Linked DNA regions of Sus scrofa: region 2 is linked to region 1. A link is a contact called in public Hi-C data. All regions are on one chromosome and are shown on one strand. Each heading gives the region's core, a stretch centred on a gene start, on an enhancer-like site or on the middle of the called end of the contact. The rest is flanking DNA. Distances are from core to core; before and after follow the strand shown. Region 1 holds the start of MMP15 (matrix metalloproteinase-15). Region 2 holds the start of CFAP20 (cilia and flagella associated protein 20).

What was found. A called contact is a pair of places that touch in the nucleus more often than the background predicts.
Region 2: a Hi-C map of subcutaneous adipose tissue shows a contact between it and region 1, with 2.7 times the contacts expected there. The contact joins the promoter of CFAP20 here to the promoter of MMP15 in region 1. A contact is called at or near these places in 2 of 5 promoter capture datasets (fetal skeletal muscle and liver), 15 of 47 Hi-C or Micro-C datasets (embryonic fibroblasts, epiblast stem cells, fetal skeletal muscle and 8 more) and 1 of 2 datasets of contacts at active chromatin or transcription factors (skeletal muscle).

What each region holds. Positions count from the first base shown.
Region 1 is chr6:19,889,145-19,893,317 of Sscrofa11.1, forward strand. MMP15 (matrix metalloproteinase-15) reads left to right here and starts at 1,723. Exons shown (of 10, transcript XM_021093941.1): 1 at 1,723-1,854.
Region 2 is chr6:19,967,676-19,971,392 of Sscrofa11.1, forward strand. CFAP20 (cilia and flagella associated protein 20) reads right to left here and starts at 1,672. Exons shown (of 6, transcript NM_001244786.1): 1 at 1,366-1,672. The coding sequence starts at 1,449.

The sequences.
Region 1 (4,173 bases), core at 473-2,972:
GAAGAGTTCAAGAGGGGAACGAAGAAATCTGTTAACACGCTGACACCACCCGCTGAGGAAGTGCAACAGGTCCTGGGACTTCTGGTAGATCCCTGAAGGTCTACGAAGTTGGGCACAAGGACCCGTTCAGCCTCTAATCTTCATCTTTCCATTTATCTTCAAAGTGGTTCTCTCATCAAGTGTCTGTGGGTCCTATACTTCAGCAGTTATCATCCATCCATCATCAAGTCTCACCAGACGATTCAGCTGGTTCTAAATGAATGAAAAGCAATAAAAAGCAACCAAGTGAAAACGGATCTATATTCATCAGAAGAAAGAAGAATGCCTCTTCTTCCCTGGAATAAAAGGGGAGACTGACAAAGGTTCTCTGCTTGACCGAATTTTAGTCAGGTTCCTTTGAACCTTCTCCCCAACAAGGCCCATTCCTGTATTTCCTTCTAGAACCCAGTTTTAGCAAGAATCTTACTAAGGTCAGTTTAGCTGAATTCCCCACCCTTGATATCTAGTCAAACTCAGCATCCCCACCCAGGCCTAGAGGACATCGGATCACTCTCACCTGCCTTCAGCCAGAGTCCCCCGCCTGCCCACGACTTGATGTCTCTTAGTAATTTTCTGTCCCCCACCCCCCTCTTGCCCCTTGGCAGTAAATCCCCACTTCTCCTGTTTGTATTTCAAATCAGACCCAGTTCTGTACAGGAGTTTCTACTGAAATAGTTTTTTTGGTTTTGTTTTTAATAAAATCGATCTTCACCACTTTAACTTTTGCCTGTTCTCTTTAACAGAGCGCTTTCATCACTTGACAGGTCCCTGAACAGGCCTTTTCTGCTCCGCCAGATCTCTGCGCATTTCCAGGACAGGAGGCCTGCCAGCCACCTGAGGGCTTACTTTAGGAGAAATGCGCCCTCAGGTAAGGAGAGCATCTGTTTCCGGAGCTGGGAGGTGGTGCTGGAGAGGGAAGGTCTCCTGCCTCCCTCCCTCGGAGGGCCTTCACCTCCTGACCCTGCTGCCAGTCAGCTGGGCCTGGTCTTCGCTTGGTCTGGACGTGCAGCCTCCAAGGACATTAGACCCAGGCCTCCCGTCTTAAGCCTTCAGCATCTGAACCAACCGGATCTCAAGTTGCTCTTGGAATAGAGTTAAACCTAACCCTTCTTAGAGCTCTGCTCTGCCGGAATTTTGCCCACCCCGCCTAGCACCCTGTGGGTGTCACGTTTCACTTGCACAAAATAGGGTTCTTTGCTTGGACACCTAATGTGTGCTAGACCAGGAAACTGAAGCACACTTCGTGCCCCACCCCAGCCCTTTGCCCTGTGTTCTTTATCCTCCAAGATAAGGACTTGGAGGCTCAGAAAAATTAAGTAACTTGCCCACCTCTGTGCTGCAGGTACGTGGCAACCCAGGATGGCAACTGCGTCTCTGTCGCACAGCACTGTCCACCCAAGGTATCCAACACCTCATTTGGCGACTGAGAAAAGTCCCTAAGGTCCAGAGTCTTTTGAAAAGAGGCCTCAAGCCAACGAATCTCTAAATCTTTGTTTACTTTTTTTTTTTTTTTTTTTTTTTTTTAAGTCTAAGACCACAGGATACTTAAGTCCCTCCTCCTCCGGCCCTCCTTCCTGCCACTGCTGCCTCAGTATCACCACCACCCACCCACTACACGGGAGAAAGAGGCGTCCTCATTCCTTCTTGCCCCTCCCTCTGTTGGGCGGGCCGCTTGGGGGTCAACCCGGCTCCCCCAAAGCAGGGATTGGAGTGACGGGGGCGGGTTGAGGAGCATTCTCGCCGTATGGGAAGAGTATAAGGGCCGCCTGTCTGGCTCCACCGCCCGCACCTGCTGCTGAGAAGCCTCTGGCTGAGGTACCGCCCCCAGCCCCCGCCTGGGTCCGCGCGCACTCTGCACTGGCCCTTTAAGAGCGGCGGCCGTGGATCGCGGGGAGGAGGGTCGGGAGCGCCCGGAGCTGCGCGGAATTCGCCGGGAACGTCGGGCGCCGGCTCCCTGGCTCGCTCTCTAGCACCGACCGGTTCCCTGCGCCTCATCGCTGGCCTGCACGGGCACCCCGGCCCATTCGGTGCCGGGAGAGCAGGACCCACGGGCGGGGGGCGCGCGTTCTGGGCAGCGCCCGGCCCGGGCATGGACAGAAGGGGCTGGGCGCGCGGGGGGCGCCGCGGGTTCGGGCGGCCGGAGCGCTGAGACAAAGGCTCAGGGAGCTGCGCTTGCTCTTGGGAGCCGGGCCCCAGGCGCTGAGGCTGCAGGACCCCGAGGCGGGCGGCTCTGGCCCACTCTCTCCCCCGTGGGCCGGTTCCGTGTGCCCGGACCGGCCCGGCCCGCTTCTCCTTGGCCGTGGGAATTTGCCGAGGAGACCTAAGCGGCTCCGGCGGCGACGGCTATCAGTTGGTCTGCCGCGCTCCCGCCGGGCGGGGAACCAGGGAGCGTCGCAAGTTTCCTAGCCGCGTGCGGGGACCCGGCGCCGGCGAGCGAGAGAGCCCCGCGGGCAGCGCTCTGGGCCAGGCTGGGCGCTGAGGGCATGGGCAGCGACCGGAGCGCGCCCGCACGGCCGGGCTGGGCAAGCAGTCTTCTTAGCGGCCGGGAGGCGGCTGAGCGGCCGCGACTGCTACAGCTGCTGCTGGTGCTTCTGAGCTGCCTGGGCCCCTGCGCAGTGGCGGAGGACGCAGAAGTCAATGCCGAGGTAAGGACCCTCGCCCAGGCCCTTTGCCGGGGTTGGAGGACTTGGGGCCGGGGGATTTGGGGGTGGGGAGGAAGCCACGCCGCAGCTGAAGGGGGGAAGAGCGCGGCGATGAACCCCTGACCCGGATTTGGGGACGGGGAAGAAAGGGGACCCGGAAAGCTGGCCCTTGGCGGTGCACCTCTTCTCAAACTTTGGAAGGCGTAGGGCTTGCTCCCTTTCTCTACCCCCACATCCCTGCCCTGGGCACTGTTCCTTCCCAGCCCGAGTCCCGGGAGTGGCTTTTGCTGCCCCCCAGCCCTCTCTCCTCTCCTTCCCTCCCACCCGGACACCGGATTCCTCGAGAACCCTGCGGACGCGCGGTGACGTTCTTTGCGAATGGGGAAGGGGCTGCTTGGGGGCGGGAGGGGGGGTTCTTGGGCACAGCAGGCAGCGCTCCCGTTTAGGTAGCTTCTAGTTTGGGTGACACTGAGCCGCGCGCGGCGAGCTGGCATAGAGGAAGGGGGTGCGAACCTCCGAGGCTGCAGATTCGAATTGAGGGGGCGCTTTGGTGACTTTCTTGGGCTCTTGTGCGCAAGCCGCGCCACGGCCAGGTGGGATCTACGGAGACCCGGCCTCCTCTGGCGCTTCTTTCATCAGCGCCCCTACACCAAGGCCCAGGTCCAAAGAGGGTGGGCTCCCAAGATATTTTCACCAGGAGCCCGTCATAATTCCCTACTGGAGACTGTCTTTGGGATCGGTCCTGTGGGTGATCAGGTGCGGCCTCCTGGCGCAGAGCCGGCTCCAGAGGGTCGCCGAATGTCGTTCTCCGGATTAGGGACAGTGGGGGTACCAGTTCCTTTGACCCAGAGCAAAAGCGAGGACGTTCTTTCTCGACTTCTAAGACCCAGCTCCCCTCCACAGAGAAGAGGAGAGGACTGGGTGCATGGTGGGGAGACATCCGCCTCCGCGGGATCCGGTGGGCTCGGGCCTCAGTGCCCTTGGGCCGGCCTGGGGCCTCCTGCCTCTGACGCTGGACTGCGGGCCTGAGGGCCGGTTTCTATTTGCAGCCAGGCCGGTGCTCCCTCCCAACCCCCAGCGGCTTCCCCACCTCCCCGGCTGCCTGGGAGATTTTTCCGATGGAAGCTTGCCCTTCCCCGCCCTACTTTAATAAAAGCTCGGAGGAAGGGCAGGGAATTCCTCCCAGCTCAAGTTACACCTCCCAGCCAGTTCCCCACCTGCTCTGCCCTACCACTCTGGCCTGGCCAGGGAAAGCTGCAGGGAGCCAGGCCAGGCCCAGTCCAGCTCCACCACTCCTGCCCCCCATTCGCACAGCCAGGAAGGCAGGGGCTTATAGGAGGCTCCTGCTGGTGGGTATTGCCCCTAAGCCTGCCATCCCGGGACTGGGTAGAGATGCTGTTTAGGCCCACCTGCTATTCTCTGGAGTTGAATACCAAAGAACTGCAAGTCACAGACCCACCTCCAAGGAGTTTATAATCTGCTTAGAAATGGC
Region 2 (3,717 bases), core at 422-2,921, 78 kb after region 1:
TCATTTTCCGCTAAGGGGAGACAGGGAATTGTTCTGAGGTGAAATCCAAAATTCTTTACCTCATTACCAATAAACTGCTTATTTGGACTATCCCATATCCATCTCTATAAAAACAGCAGTCAGCACACCACCTCTCTCCATTTTCCCAAGAGGAGGCAGTACTAAGGTTATACCCTAAATCACCTGTCTTCCACTTATATTAACTTCTTTTCAAAGAAGGGTACAGACTGCCTGGGAATTTGCATAAGAAAGAAAATATCAAAGTAATCAAATGCAGACCAACCTGTACTTGCAAAACACACATGCCCCCTGCTCAAAACTTCCAAAAAATGGACAAGGTCACCATTTCGTGGGGTCAGTGAAAGTATCATGCAGCTGACACCTGAGTGATGATGAAGAAGAGGTTTTAGGAGTTCCCGTCGTGGCTCAGTGGTTAACAAATCCAACTAAGAACCATGAGGTTGCGGGTTCGGTCCCTGGCCTGGCCCAGTGGGTTGGGGATCTGGCGTTACTATGAGCTGTGGTGTAGTTTGCAGACGAGGCTCGGACCCGGTGTTGCTGTGGCTCTGGCGTAGGCCGGCGCCTACAGCTCCATTAGACCCCTAGCCTGGGAACCTCCATATGCCGTGGAAGCGGCCCAAAAAATAGCAAAAAGACAAAAAAAAAAAACAAGATGTTTTACCTGGGTCTGTGCTTGTTAACCCAAACAAGACGTTATCACCATTTTGCAATTTTCCTGATGGAGAAATAAGGAAAGGCAGAGTACAGACCCCAAGTCACAGTGAGTGTGGAGCAAGTGCCAAGGGCCACCGAATTCTGGCTTGTTCGGGATCAGTGGGAGGAAGGGAGCAAATGAATGAAACCCAAACATAACTGAGTCCTGGCTTTGCCTCTGTAAGGGCGCCTGGAACAAAGGTTCTGTGTCTAGTGCCGAGCATAGGGCCTGGCACAATACAGGGTATCAGTAAATGTTTGTGAAATCAGTGAACAGCAATTCATGTGCACGTCCCCAAAGCAACATCACGTGAGTTTACGCTTTTCAACGCTGTGAAACGGGCACTATTCAACCCCACCATATTATAGATGCAGAAACCGAAGGTTAGGAATCCAGTGACCCAGTCAAATCTGCAAAGAGGGACCACTGTCCTAACTGGACCACGGCCGCAGGTCACTTAAAGCCCAGCCACGCCCACTCCACATGCACTCCAGCTGCTTACACGACGCTCCCTCGTCGACCCTCAGTCACGCCAGGCTGGGGACGGGGCACAGCAGCGACCGCCCGGCCTTCCCCCAGCTCCACATAACTACCCGCCACACCAGGCCCAGCCCGCGGACCCCGCCCCGCCACCGCCCCCAGTCCCTGACCTTTTTGTCCCAGATTTGCAGGGGCTTGCTGCCAATGCTGTAGAGAATGGAGAGGAAGCCGCTCTGGAACGTGTTTTTGAACATATCGCCGGCGGCCTTCTCCTCAGCCGCGCGGAAGCTGACCTAAATGGCTTCACTTAGTGGCGAAGGCAAAAAAGGGGGCCGGCTCTGGCCCAAAGAAAGTACCCTGCGCTCCTGACCTCCCAATTGGTAGCCGCAGACAGCAGGACTTAGACGCGGGACGCTACATCCGCGAGGCTCACTAGCAGAAGAACGAAGCCGCCTCAGCACCGACACCACAGCAACTGCCGCCTGCGCCTCTCTCCCTTCCTTAAATAGAGGCGGTGGGCCGCCCGCCGCCAGAGGTGGATCCCTCCGCCAGCTTGAGCTCGCCCCCGAGAGAGCGGGGCCCAATCCTGCCACAGGGATCACGGACTTCCTGTTTCTTCCGCTCTTAAGCCCCGCCCTAGTTCCGCCGTCTGGAAAAAAGAACCTCGTTGCCAAGGGACTATTTTCCCATCGTTGTCTCAGAGCGGCTTCTAGAAAGCGGAAGGAGACACAAGGTTATAGAATGAGTTGTTAGCATCTGCCCAGTGTCATGGGAACCTGGAGGGGGTGGAGTCAGAGGCGTGAAGTCCAGGCCCCGCCCCCTTAGGGGACAGTAGGAGTTACTAGCGCGAAAGAAAAGTGGGGAAAGGCACGGGTGGCTTGGATGTAAGGAAGTGCTTGCCTGGTTTCCTGCAAATAACAAATAATGCTCTTTGGCATTATTTGATAAGGTTAAAGCAGCTAACCAGTACATGCGCACTAACTACATTAAATGTCTTAAAGGCATCATTGCTTTAATTATTAACAGGATCACTATGAATACACCAGATATCTTAACTTGTGGTATGTGGTCAAAGCAATACTTCAAGGAAAATTTATCACCTTAAATGCATGATTAGAAAACAAGGTCTGAACATTAAGATAAAAGCAGAAATTAATGCAATTAAAATACATTTGAATAGGTTGAATTAGCAGCAGGGTTTTAATCAATTAGTTCTTAGAACATTTTTTTTTTCCTTTTGGTCTTTTTAGGGCCGCACCTGCAGCATATGGAGGTCCCCAGGCTAGAGGTCTAATCAGAGCTACAGCTGCCAGCCTACACCACAGCCACAGCAACGCAGGATCCGAGCCTGTCTGAGACCTACACCATAGCTCACAGCAATGCTGGATCTTGACCCGCTGAGCAAGGCCAGGGATCAAACCCCCAACCTCATGTTTCCTAGTCAGATTCATTTCTGCTGCACCACGATGGGAACTCCAACATTGTTTAATTTTTAAAAATATTTATTTTTATGCCTCACCTGTGGCATAAGGAAGTGGGTCAAATCGGAGCTGCAGCTGCAGGCCTTTGCTATAGCCACAGCAACACTGGATCTCAGCCACATCTGCAACTTGTAATGCCAGGTCCTTAACACACTGAGCAAGGCCAGGGATCCAACCCGCATCCTTTTGGAGACTACATTGGGTTCTCAACCCACTGAGCCACAATGGGAACTCCAGAATGTTTTTTTAAAAAGCATAAAATAAGCTATGCTATTTCAAGTGTGGAAGAAATCCCGGGTGTTGGAAACCAATCACTCATTGAGCATTTGCTTGGATATCATACTCTTGCTCAGGCCTGTGCTGGTTTTATGTGGCTGACAGAAAAGTAGTTTGCAGCTAACTTTATCACTGTAACAACTAATAAGAGCTAAGATCAATTGAGCATTTATTACATGTCAGGCACTATACTAAGTGCTTTAGCCTTTATTAAATCGTTTAATCCTTGTGGCAATGACATGAACAATCCAACCAGAATTTCCAGATATAGAGGGGAAAATATAATCTGACTGCAGTAGAAAGTCAAAACTTTTTTTGTATGAAGCTGTTATTTTTGGATCATTTACCATAGGTTTCAGTAATCCCACTCCTTTGTATTTACTCAAAGGAGTTGAGAACTTATGCCCACACAAAACTTGTACACAGATGTTTATTACAGGCTTATTTGCAATTGCCAAAACGTGTACGCAACAAAGATGTCCCTCAAAAGATGCACAGATAAATAAACTGGTACACCCAGACATTGGAATGTTATTTAGTAAAAATAAATGAGCTACTAAGCCATGAAATGATGAGGACAACTTAAAACGCAAATTACTAAGTGAAAGAAGTCAATAACACTGCATACTCTATGATTTCTACTATATGAATTCTGGAAAAGGCATGGGGTCAGTAAAAAGATTAGTGCTTGCCAAGGGTGAGGAGGTGAGAAAAAATGAATAGGTAGAGCACAGAGGATTTTAGGACATTTGTCCTAACTGATAG